Regions from separate parts of the Mus musculus genome. Here regions 1, 2 and 4 are each linked to region 3. Evidence: chromatin contacts called from public HiChIP or PLAC-seq and promoter capture Hi-C data. All regions are on one chromosome and are shown on one strand. The core of a region is the stretch at or near the end of the contact, and the rest is flanking DNA. Distances in the headings are between cores, read along the strand shown.

Region 1 (2,700 bases), core at 187-2,686, 130 kb before region 3:
AATTAAAAATATTGTATAAGTCAAAGTTCCCATGTCCAAAGGAAACCCAATATTGACAAGATCAGGGAATGCCACAAGGAGTGGGGCATTGCTTGTTTCCACTCATCATGAGTTATTAGCAGATTTTAAGTGAATTAGTAATTTCTTGATTCTTCTCCCAAACACTAGACCTCACCGTCCTCTTAAAGGCAAAGCCTGTCAATGGCCAGGCAGAGGGATAGATGGGAGGATGAGAGATTTTTAAAAGATTACATCATGTTTTGCTTATGAATACCAAAATAAGAAGAAAGCTAGAAAAGAATGTGAAACCTTTCTCCTTAGGAGAAAAAAGAGCATGAATGTCTCATGAAATTTTTTATTATGCTTTGTTATAAATCAAAACTACCTCCACAGGATACAGAGATCTTTTCTGTCTCCCCAAGAAACAGTCAGTAAAGTTGTCATTACTCATTATTCCTTTCTTACAATGGATTTGTTTTGGGGGATGTGATACAAGTTTCTGCTTCAAGGTGGGTGTAGGGTCAAGAGCAGAGATTACTCACAGTGCCCGGCTCTGCTGAGTTACAAGAATAGCCTATTGTATTCCGCAGCCCCGGAGTCCTTATCTCTGCTTAAAGAGAACAGAAAATGTGCAACCTTGAAATACAGAGGCCCATTCACTTTTGTAGGTGAAACCAAAAGAGCCTTGTACTGTTTTAGAAATAAATGAAGTCCCAGTTGGCTAGCGGATACCAAGGGAAGACAACAGCCTATTGAAAGGTAAATTCATCCTTTGTACAAATAACCAAACTTGAATACCAAAACTAGTTCGGAACTCACACACCCATTTAAGATGACTCTAAGCTTGGTGTAGTATGTCTCATTCCTTCAGCTGAAAGGTCTAATTGTCTTTGAGACAGCCTATATCTATGATCCTAGAGCCCCGTGTTTTACGTTGTTTCCACTACAGTTCCCTCTCCAGACAGATCCACTCTTCCTGATTAGTGTAGCCTTCAATAAGAAAAGACAATCAATTCTCCGATTCATCACCTAGAATGAATCTCCTCTCTGGAGATTCTGGCTTTAATCATCTCCAGACCCTGCTCTTCCCCACGGCCCCGGCAGTCACAGCACTCCTTTGCTGCCGCATCTTTCCCTGTGGGTAACTTTGTGCTGGTTTGAACCTCTGGGAAAGTCAAATCTACAGGCATGCCTTTCCCCTTTAGAGACTGCCCCCAAAATAAATACAGAGATCTACTTTCCCTCTCAGCCTGCATTCCACAGGCTTTGCTTCTGTTTACACTCGGGAAACTGTTTCCGGGATTTGTCTGGAATAGGCCAGTGTTTGCTCCACGGTTTCAGTAGTCACCTTGTCTCCCTCACGTCAGATAGGCAGGTCAGTCTGGACTCTTAGGTTCTTGAGAGAGTGGAGTGGAAACTTGGCAGAGTACGTACCTGACCGTTGAAAAGAATTGAGACACACCAAACAAGGATGAAAGGGGAAAAGCTTAACGTATTCCACTGTGCCAGGTTAACCTTTGTTCATGGTTTGGCATGTGCCTTGTATGCCTTTCCTACTACGTATGAGGAGAGAAGGAAATGGGAGTGGTTCCAAGGCCAGCCAGGGCGACAATAAAGATAAACACCCGCACACGGCTCACAATTGGACTGTATAATGTGGCAGTGAATGGGGTCACTAGGGAAGAAGCGTGTGATGTCACAGCACAGGTGGGGATGCCAGGCCTTCAGAACGCGTTCATGGCTATGTCCATGGTGTACCCTCTGTCTTCTCTAAGTGCGCTGCCGATCTTTCTATGCCAGGCCTCCACCCCAGATCCCAAAGGCATTTCTTCACACAAACAAATCTCCCTCCTGGCAAGCCTTTGTTTTTACACAATAATTCCTCATGAGGTAGAAAACTAAAGAGGGGCTGGTCTCCTCCCTTTTCTTCTTGGGGTCGTCAGTTCTTTTTTGCTTTATTTTGTTTAATGTTTGTGAGTGTTTGCCTTTCATGCGTACATGCTCACTGTGACTGTGCCTGGTGCCTGCAGAGACCAGTAGAGGGTCCCCTGGAACTGTCTATATAGACAGTCCTGAACTACCATGTGGATGTTGGGAACCAAACTTGGGACCTCTTGCAAGAGCAGCAAGGGCTCTTACTTGCTGAGTTCTCTCTTCAGCTCCAAGTCACTTGTTCCTATTGGCCCTGCCAACTCCTTCACCTCTTGCCCTAAGAAACCCAAGAAAACCTAGGTGTAAAAGCAACTTAACTTTTATTCCCCTGTTATAGCTGTTGTCTGGGAGGCTTACTGCCTCCATCTGCTAATCTAGGCCTAGAATGGTTTCAGCCTCTGAGACTTGCTGCAGAGTAAGGTTCCCCTTTCTGGTTCTTTCTGAACTCTGGCTGGCTGGTTCAACTCAGCTGTTCTGGCTCAAACTCCCCTCCCAGCTGACTGATTTAAACTGGCTTCTCTCTTGGCCTTTGAATTGCCTCAAACTAACTTTTCTCATCATCTGTCTCCTTCTCATTCTCTGGTTCATTCTGTCTTTACCTGTGCCTAGCTTGTTCTCTGTAAAACTCTACCCTGCAAATCCGCCTCCTCCTCCCTCTCTGTACTGCGCCACTCCTCTCTCAACGCTACTGCTCTCCACCAACTCTACTGTATTCCTTCACTGTACTCTCTTCTTCCTCTACTGTCTCTCCCTTAAGTAGCTTCCTGT
Region 2 (2,929 bases), core at 306-2,805, 240 kb after region 3:
AGGTGCTGGGTCCTAAATACAAGCACCATCTGCACACCTCAAACGCTGCCTCAGAGAAGAGCCAGGGGCCTGCCAGGCAGATGCTGAGGGGGCAGAGGGTGAGGAGGTGGGGGGCCTTGGGAGTGGCAGGGGGGCGATGGCATACCAGTGACGCAGGGGCCTGAGGAGGCACCGATGCAGGTGACTGGAGGCTTTAAAGCTGCTGCAAACAGCTTCTCACTCTGCCAGAATGTAACACCCCAAAATAAGCAGCTACTGTGGGGCGGCAGGATCCGACGTCGGGGCTTGGAGATATAAATGGCAGCGCTGAGGCAGCCCAGGTACCCACCCCAAGGAGGCTGCCCCCCACCCCCACACACAAAGTGCTCACGCTCCTTCCCTCAGCTCTAACCCAGACCCCGAGCTCAGGGTCCTTTGGACTAGCCCAGCAGCTACTCCTGAGAGAAGGGCTATACCAGGCAGGCGCTTTGGAATGGAGAGCTTCCCACGTGGAAGTGGTTACCAGAGCCTCTTTGTCTACTCCCTGGGCACCATCGCTTCTCTTCCATCTCCTTCTCTGGCTTCTGTTGACATCCTAATCCGTCTCAAATCACTCTACCGCGTAGGGATCCCGGCCCCCACCCCTGGTGACCATTTTCCTGGTGTCTGAGTCTTACATCTATCCTTCCTCACTAGCTTCCGCTGGTTTCTAGTCCTCCCATCCCCTTTCCATTCCAATCTCCTAGAGCCCCAGTCCTCACCCTTCCGGTTATCTCCCCCCCCCCCCCCGCTCCCCTCTAGCTTTTTATGCCCCTGTACACCTCTCTCCTGAACTGGTCACCCTCTCCTCCCTCTTCCTTGGTCTTCCCCTGGACCCCAGTTTCTGGTCGTCTAACCTTTATGCCTCCTCCTACCCCTCCTTTATCCCGCCCCCCACCTCCTCTTTCTCACCCCCACCTCCCTAGACACTTTTCTCATCCTGACTCCCCTCCTCCCTCCGACCCCTACCCTCCCCGCCCCCAGTCTCCAGCCCACACCCTTGGCTGTCACTCAGTGCTCGGAACTAGCCTCCTTTTAGCCCCTCCATCTATGCGACTAGGCAGGGCCATTGGGGAATCTCTCTCTACCCCCTTCATTCCCAGGCAGACCCCTACCCACATGGCTTGTCTTCCCAGGTGACTGGAAAGTGCTGAGACACCGGGCACGAGGAGTTGCTGAGTCGGCGCTTCCCCAGCCGGCCCGAGTCCTCAGCGTCCCCCCGGAGCAGGTGGAGCCGGGACAACAGAACCTGAGCCTCTTTCTCCTCCTCCCAGCCAGCTCGGTCTGCCCTCCGCGTCCCCCCTTGGTCACGAGCTCCCCGCACATTCCCGCAGGCTCCAAGCCCAGTGCCCTCCTGCGGCTGGCAGCTCTGGGGGCGGAGGCGCCGCTCCCGCGCTAAGCGGTTTTTTGCTCCCTACCCACCCCACCCCCTTCACTGCCCCACCCTCGTGCCCAAGGAGAGGGGCGCCTCTCTCTCTAGTGTCCTCCCGCCGGCCGGTGTCCCTACCTTGCAGCAGGCGCCGGAGCCCGGGCAGCATCTTGTCTCGACGATCGGGGGAGGGGGCGGCGGGGGGGAGGGCACTCCCACTCGCTCCCTTATCCCGCCGGACAGACGGCGGGGACTCCGCGGGGCTCCGTAAGGACCCGGGGAGTCCCGGGCTACGTAGCGGGGCTGCGGAGTTCTACCCTGCGCCCCCCGGACTCCGTGCCTCGGAAGGAGCCATCGGCCCCGACGGGACGGGGCGGGGCACGACGGGATGGAAAGGGCTGGGTTGACCCTGGACACCCGGTGTCCGCGCCCCTTCAGCAGCGCGGCCCCGCAGGGAGTCGGTTAGTCGGTCGGTCCGTGCGCCCCGGCTGCTCGCCGAGGGAGAGTGGGGACAGCGAAGAAGCGCTCCCCCCCCCCCCCCATTCCCGCACTCGCTGGCTCCTCCCTCGCTTCCCGGCCTGCCGGTTTAACCCTTTGCTGGCTACTAGGAGGAGGGAGTAGTTCTCCATCTAGACCACTCAGTCTCCGGCCCCCTCCCAACCTTGGGAGATCGGGAAGGCTGTGTTCCCGTAGCCTCTGCGGCGCCATGCCTTTAGAGAAATCCCTTCTTGGTGTGTGTGTGTGTGTGTGTGTGTGTGTGTGTGTGTGTGTGTGTGCGCGCGCGCGCGCGCATGCAGTAGTGTTAAGTCCCCTCCCCACCCCCACCCCCTGACTTGTTCAGGGTGAGGATTTCCCAACTTTCCCAGAAGATATGCAGTTTCAGAGCAGTTTCCCACTCAGCGCCCCTCCTCCTGCCCTGCCCTTCGCGATCGTTTGCGTCCCTTAAAGACTGCAAAATGTCACGTTTTCTTTTCTTCCTAGACCCTCAGGGCGGTTTGCATAGCTATAGGACCAGTGTGTCTAGGAGTTCGTGTGAGCAAGTGTATGTGCGCGTGCTCGCGCGCGCAGACGCTTGGGCAGGTGTAGCTGAGTGCTGGCCTTTTATTCCTGTCGGGAACCAGGACCAGGGCGGGAGTACTAGTGTGTGCTCGCTGGTTTCTGCTCTGGTTGAGCCACGCGAGGGCTGTGTGAAATTCTGCGCGCTCGAGTTCGGGATGGGAGGAGAAGGGAATAAATGTTCAGGTGTGTTGTATGTACCTTAAAGCTTTTTACAAATGGGTGTAAGTTTGAGCGTGCGTGCGAATTGTGTGCGTGTGTGAACGCGCGCGCGTGCGCGCGTGTATTTACGTGATATGTCCCAAAGGGTATGATTTCTTATCTCTCGCCAGAGGGCAGAAGAGGATCCAAAAGTGGTAGCAGACTGCTGGTTCACAAAAACTTCTAACCCTCTTCTTACCAAGGGGCGGATAGGGGCCTCATAGGGTCCCTAGACGCCTCTATCCTGGCGGAGTCAGCCAATCCCTGACCTCAGCGCCTTATTTT
Region 3 (2,896 bases), core at 120-2,619:
CAAACTCCAAGTTTTCATTAAGTGGTTTCTCTTCACCCGTCTATTTACAACCTACAAACCTTTCAGAGACCAAAAGGACTGAGAAAAGACTTTCAGGTGTTTTGCTGTTTCACTCCGGTCAACAGAAAGTATGATTAGAATTTCCTTATCCCTTTAAAGGCCAAACATTACCATATCAGTAAGTTTAACACACACCTTTACAAATCTGTGCCACTAAAACGACTTTTAGTACAAAAAGGAAGGAAGGAAGGAAGGAAGGAAGGAAGGAAGGAAGGAAGGAAGGAAGGAAGGAAGGAAGGGCAACTCAAGTTAACGTAGATCCATTTGTTTTCACAAGGCAAAGCAAAGAGCCTCCTAGGCAGGCAGGCAGGCAGGCAGGCAGGCAGGCGACAGCGGCTCCCACCCACCACCACACCTGGAAAAGTGAAAGAGGGATCCACCCAGGAACTGCAGCGCTGAAACCCTTCTGGGCCGTTCACGTTCAGAAGGAAAAAACAATACCATTGAAACTCGAAAGCTTCCTGCAACTTCCCACTGCCACAAATTCAAAGGTGAGGGGGCTAAAAGTTCCGAAACATGGTAAGAGCCATCTGTACGACCAGCTTCCGACCAGGGCAGAGTCCTTCCCCAACCCACACACAACATGCCCCCCCCCCCAAACAACTTTTTGAGCTCTGAAAAATAAGAGTATGTTAGCTAAATCCAGGGAAAAAAATAATATAAAAGTACACACAAAAAAAGGAATTTACACAACTTCTACCCCTGGTTCCAACCAGCTTCCGGTATTACACCTAGAAGTTTGTTTCCAGGTCTTGTACGTTTTACCTTTTCCTTAACTAAATAAAATACCAAGAAACCTCCAAAGTATTAAAAGTGAAAAAAATAATTGGTTAAAATTCACCGTCAGCACTAACAGGCTTTCTCACCCTTTTAAAAGTCCCTCCAGTTACCATTAAGAAAAAAATTCCACTTGAGTTACCCCTTTCCCAATACACACATTTTTAATAAAAGGAAAAAAATTTAAAAAGCACACACCTCAAATGTGGACTTCTAAAGCCAGTCCTTTAAGAAACAAACCCAAAGCTTCACCAATGTGCTGAGAAAGACAAATCCAGCGAGGTTCGCCGCCTCTTCCTCTTCCTCGTTCCAGGATCTTTCCTGCCTTTCTCCTCTCCCTCCGTGTCTGTCTCGCTCGCTGGCTCTCCCTCCCTCCCTCTTGATCGTCCTCTTTCTCTCTCTCTCTCTCTCCCTTTCCCTCTCTCCCTCTCTCCCTCTCTCTCCCTCTCTCCTTTTCCCCTCAGATCCAACACCTAAAATGGAAGTTGCACCCAGCCAAAGGCAAGGCAGCCTGGGTGGTGACAAACTGATCTGGCAGCCCTACCCTAGCTTTCCTAAGTGATGTCAGCCCCTGCGAGCTTCCAATAGGAACCAGGCATAAATCAGGGAGCTGACCTTATCCAATAGGAAACTTTATTATAGGAAATTAAAAAAAAAAAAGGGAGAGAGAAAGACGAGGAAGTTTTATACATATATATTATATGTATATTTAAAGCGGAGACTATACAATCTCTGAGGAATTACTGCAGATCTGGGGGGAGGTGGGAGGTGCTAAATAACAAAGCATTTTAGAACGGCACGCCTAAGCCTCAGTTCTCTTTGATGAGGGTCTTGTTCCCTTTCCCTACCTATCTGGGTGGGAAAACAGAAAAGAGCTTACTTTCTTTACTTGCTGCGGTTTGGTTTGCTGCTTTCTTCCCCAAAGCGTTTTCCCAAAGGAAGTCAGGAAAGAAGGAAGGAAATCCCAGAAACTGGACTATATGCTGACTGGGATGGTAGGAAATATCTGAGACAAACTCAATTTCATTGTTTTGGCTTAATTGAATTAAAAGCTAATGGAGAAAATAAATGCTTAGACTTCTTAATAGTTTGTTAGCCTTTCTTCTCTAAACTAAAAGGAAGCAGAATCCACTGAGCCCTTGAGGACCAGCACTATCTTCCCATCAAAACAATATGGGTTTGCCTGGGACAATAGGCAGAATCCAATAAACAAAGAGTGTAGACTAGTTAAGAATATCATCGTTAAAATAATTAAGAGAATGCTATTGTTTAGTCAACCCAAAATTACCTGCCTTTTTTATTTGACCTAAATAAAATATTATAGGGGTTTTCCTACGAATTCCTTTAAAGTTTATGAGGGGAAGGGGCTGTGTTTGTTGTTGAATTTTTTTTCTTTGGTGGGGAGGTTGCTTTGTTTTGTTTAAGATAGGATTTCACTCTACCCCAGGCTGGCCTCAAACTCAAAAACCCCATGCCTCCGACTTCTGAGTTATAGGGTTGAAGGTATATTACCACCTGGTAAAACTGGTATTAGTTATTCACTAATTACTAAACGAAGATAATGAGTTAGAAGGTCTCTCCTTATATATTTTTAAATTAGATTTCTTTGTGTGTGCATGAGTGCACATGTACTACAGCAGTCATACTCAGGTCAGAGAACAATTTGCAGGGATCAGTCCTCTCCTTCCTCCATATGGGCCCAGGGGTTAAACTTTGGTCATTATCTTGGTGGTGACCTCTTCTAGCCCTATTTTTAATTTATTTTTATTTTATTTTATTATTTGAGACAGGGTCTAATTATGTAGCCCTGACTGACCTAGAACTCTTGATATCTAGACCAGGCAGGCTGGCTTTGAGCTCACAGAGATACCCCCTGTGTCTGCCTCCTGAGTGCTGGGACAATAGGTGTGTGTTCCTATTGGCTGCTGCAAAATGTATCTTCATAAAGCTTTCATAATCTATAATGGTGATATACTGGCTAAGAAGAGAGACTGCAGTCAAACTGCTGGCTTCCAGCTACACCTCTACAAGTACACTAGTTCAGATTTTTGCACCACTA
Region 4 (2,700 bases), core at 38-2,537, 180 kb after region 3:
CCTTCTTCAATATATTTATTTTCTGTATCTATGAGTACACTGTAGCTCTGACACACCAGAAGAGGCACTGGATTCCATTACAGATGGTTGTGAGTCACCTTGTGGTTGCTGGGAATTGAACTCAAGACCTCTGGAACAGCAGTCAGTACTCTTAGCCACTGAGCCATCTCTCCAGCCCAAGGACACATGTTCTTATAAATAAATTTAAATTTAAAAATAGTATATCAAATGACCTGTGTAGTTCAGTTGTGGAGGGTTTGCATGAGACCCTGGATTCAACCTTCAGCACTGTGGAAGAGAGATGAAAAAAACATCACTATTAGCTGAGAATGTGAAAATAGCACTTTGGGAAAAAGACTTCATCTGCTAAAGATAATAGATCAAGAAAATGTGACTAAATAGTAAGAATTATTAAATCTTGGGGATAGATTCAATGACGTTCATTAGACTGTGTTCTGTGTTGTGAATTTGCCCTAATAAAATTTTAAAGGGATAAACCCAATGCTTTTTATTATTACATTTATTTATTTACTTACTTTATTTATTGTGCATGTGTAGGGCTATAATAAAGAAGTGCAGTAAAACATGTTGCAGCACTGGGGCAGTTGATAGAGTGCTTGCCTAAGCATGTGGTCCTGTTTTCATCCCAACATTGCAAAAGTCAGGCATAATGGCGCTTATCTGTAGCCGAAGCACTAGTGAGGTGGAGGCAGGTTCGTAAGTTCTAGGTCATCTTCGGCTACACCGCAAATTAGAGAGCAGCCTAGGTTCCATGGGACCCTGCCTCAAAAGCAAATAAAGACAATCTCTATACATGTTTCTTTTTTTCTGCGAGCAGCGATCGTGTATCTTCTCTGCAACTCCACTAGTTAATGTTGCACACTGCTCCCCGGGATTCTGATTTCAGGGGTATGAGGTAACGTCTGGGCGCTGAGGTGTTTTTTTTTTTTTTTTTTTTTTTTTTTTAAAGTGCTCCAGGTGTTTTAACATGCAAAATTGACAGGCTCCTTTGGGAAACGTTCTCCTTTCTTCACATAAGATCCGTCTGCGCTCTGGCGTGGGCTCTCCATGGTGGGTTCAGGGAGCCAAGCTTCTTCCACACTGCAAACGCTCAGGCGTCTCCCGGACAACCGGAGGGATGGAATGCTAACAAGGCTGCCGGCGCTCTGCCACTCACTCAGCATTCTATGGTACTTTGGAGTCCACTCTAGCAAATTAAGGTCGGTTTCTCTATGGTAGCCGGTTTCCCAGCGCAGCCTGGTCGGCGTTTTCTTCCGGATCAAAGAAGAGGCTAGACTTCCTTCCGGAAGTGACCCACGTGCTTCTTATTTCGCCTGCCTTGGTACCCGGTAACTTTTTACTATTGACCCGAAGTTGGGGACGTTGCGGGAGCTGTGACCTGCCCCAGGCCGTGGTGAGTGGGCCGTGGTGTCTGATACCCAGGGTAACCCTGATTCCTGATTATGCCATTGCCGTGACAGAGGCTCAGCCTTTAGACCCACCCCGGGAACCTAGGCTGTGGTTAGGGTCACATTCTCGGGGCTGCATGGGTTCAGACCCACGGTTTTGTGTGTTCCGTCCCAACTGTCAATCCTCTGGCTCTAGGAGTGATCTCGAGGTACTAAGAGGGCTCGGTTTCCATCCCCGAGCCCCATGACATCGCGAGTGACCTTGAGCTGGACACTGTCCTCTTTAAGGGCCTCATCTCCACTTCTGTTAAGAGGGCTGATTACGTTTACTGAGCGGGGTATTGGTCCCCGCTGGTCTGAAACACTGTAATTCCTCGCGCCCTCCAGCCCCCCCGGGGGGGTGGTACTAGGGTGAACCGGGAGGGATCGATGCTGACTGATCATGTCCGCTCCTAGGACTAAAGACCAGGAGGCTATTCTCTCCACGGTGCTAAGTTGACATGGATCCGCTCAGAGCCCAGCAGCTGGCTGCGGAGCTGGAGGTGGAGATGATGGCTGACATGTACAACAGGTAAAGAGAAGCACTCGGCTTCACCTTGTCTAGGAAAACTCGCCCTAGTCACCCCTAGCCCGACAGAGTGAAGCACTTGTAACGAATGCTTTCGATAAGGTAGTGGAGCCAAGTCCCGCCCTCCTAATCCCGCCCCACCCTCACCGCGTGCTTCGCTGAAGTAAATACAGGTCACTGGAAGGACTTGGTTGGCTATTTGGAGGGAATAAAAGGGGTGTATGATGGAGAATCTCCTGCCCAGGCTCTGCTGAGTATCAAGAACATATAAGCACTTTCTCTTCTCTTCTCTTCTCTTCTCTTCTCTTCTCTTCTCTTCTCTTCTCTTCTCTTCTCTTCTCTTCTCTTCTCTTCTCTCCTCGTTTCCATCTTTCTTTCTCCTTAGATAGCCCATTTACCCTTGTTTATGTAGTTTATGTATTTTGTGTTTGTTTATGAATGCCAACATGCATGCCATAGCGCCACACATGTGGAGGTCAGAGGGCAGCTTAATAGGATCTCATCTTGGATTGAACTCAAATCTTCTGGTTTGGCAGCAAGTGCCTTTGCCGCCTAAGCCTTCTGAACAGCCATTTAGTAATGAATAGTATTTAGTTGCTAATATTTATTAATGTTTTTCTTCCTTTTTGGGGGGGATGGAGTGGATGTTGTTTTGTTCTTGTTTTTCACGATGGGGCTTCTCTGTGTTGCCTTGGTTGTCAGCTTAATCTGTATAGACCAGGC

The links. Promoter capture Hi-C pulls out the DNA fragments that hold promoters and counts their contacts. HiChIP or PLAC-seq counts read pairs in DNA pulled down with a chosen protein or histone mark. Capture Hi-C pulls out chosen DNA fragments and counts their contacts.
Region 1: a contact with region 3 is called in an H3K27ac HiChIP or PLAC-seq map of embryonic stem cells, with 26 read pairs. The contact joins the enhancer-like site here to the promoter of Ctnnd1 in region 3. A contact is called at or near these places in 7 of 39 promoter capture datasets (the HPC-7 cell line, cranial neural crest, embryonic stem cells and 2 more), 2 of 15 datasets of contacts at CTCF or cohesin (the G1E-ER4 cell line and embryonic stem cells), 45 of 484 Hi-C or Micro-C datasets (B cells, the G1E-ER4 cell line, the HPC-5 cell line and 20 more), 27 of 115 datasets of contacts at active chromatin or transcription factors (the 230-238 cell line, the HPC-7 cell line, bone marrow-derived dendritic cells and 15 more) and 5 of 9 other capture datasets (adipose tissue, embryonic stem cells, liver and 2 more).
Region 2: a contact with region 3 is called in a promoter capture Hi-C map of liver. The contact joins the promoter of Rtn4rl2 here to the promoter of Ctnnd1 in region 3. A contact is called at or near these places in 6 of 39 promoter capture datasets (the 3T3-L1 cell line, the C10 cell line, erythroid cells and 2 more), 1 of 484 Hi-C or Micro-C datasets (rod photoreceptor), 1 of 115 datasets of contacts at active chromatin or transcription factors (embryonic stem cells) and 2 of 9 other capture datasets (adipose tissue and liver).
Region 4: a contact with region 3 is called in a promoter capture Hi-C map of second pharyngeal arch cranial neural crest, with 3 times the contacts expected there. The contact joins the promoter of Timm10 here to the promoter of Ctnnd1 in region 3. A contact is called at or near these places in 19 of 39 promoter capture datasets (the 3T3-L1 cell line, 3T3-L1-derived adipocytes, the C10 cell line and 12 more), 2 of 484 Hi-C or Micro-C datasets (CD4 T cells and LSK cells), 6 of 115 datasets of contacts at active chromatin or transcription factors (bone marrow-derived macrophages, craniofacial prominence, embryonic stem cells and 1 more) and 5 of 9 other capture datasets (adipose tissue, embryonic stem cells, liver and 2 more).

The regions. Positions count from the first base shown.
Region 1 is chr2:84,518,340-84,521,039 of GRCm38.p6, forward strand. No RefSeq gene overlaps it. Among named protein-coding and RNA genes, the nearest start is that of Gm13710, 13 kb to the left of the region's middle. RefSeq lists an enhancer at 1-2,464. Within about 2 kb of position 1,437, at least 108 of the 459 cell types and tissues checked have an H3K27ac peak or open chromatin away from gene starts, as enhancers often do. A contact at or near this core is called in adipose tissue, craniofacial prominence, embryonic fibroblasts and 8 more, where this site is marked.
Region 2 is chr2:84,885,137-84,888,065 of GRCm38.p6, forward strand. Rtn4rl2 (reticulon 4 receptor-like 2) reads right to left here and starts at 1,556. Exons shown (of 3, transcript NM_199223.1): 1 at 1,526-1,556. The coding sequence starts at 1,556.
Region 3 is chr2:84,649,371-84,652,266 of GRCm38.p6, forward strand. It overlaps Ctnnd1 (catenin (cadherin associated protein), delta 1), which reads right to left and starts at 1,370. Exons shown (of 19, transcript NM_001085450.1): 1 at 1,036-1,370.
Region 4 is chr2:84,825,734-84,828,433 of GRCm38.p6, forward strand. It overlaps Timm10 (translocase of inner mitochondrial membrane 10), which reads left to right and starts at 1,288. Exons shown (of 3, transcript NM_013899.2): 1 at 1,288-1,414; 2 at 1,866-1,980. The coding sequence starts at 1,910. It also overlaps a transcript of Smtnl1 not described here.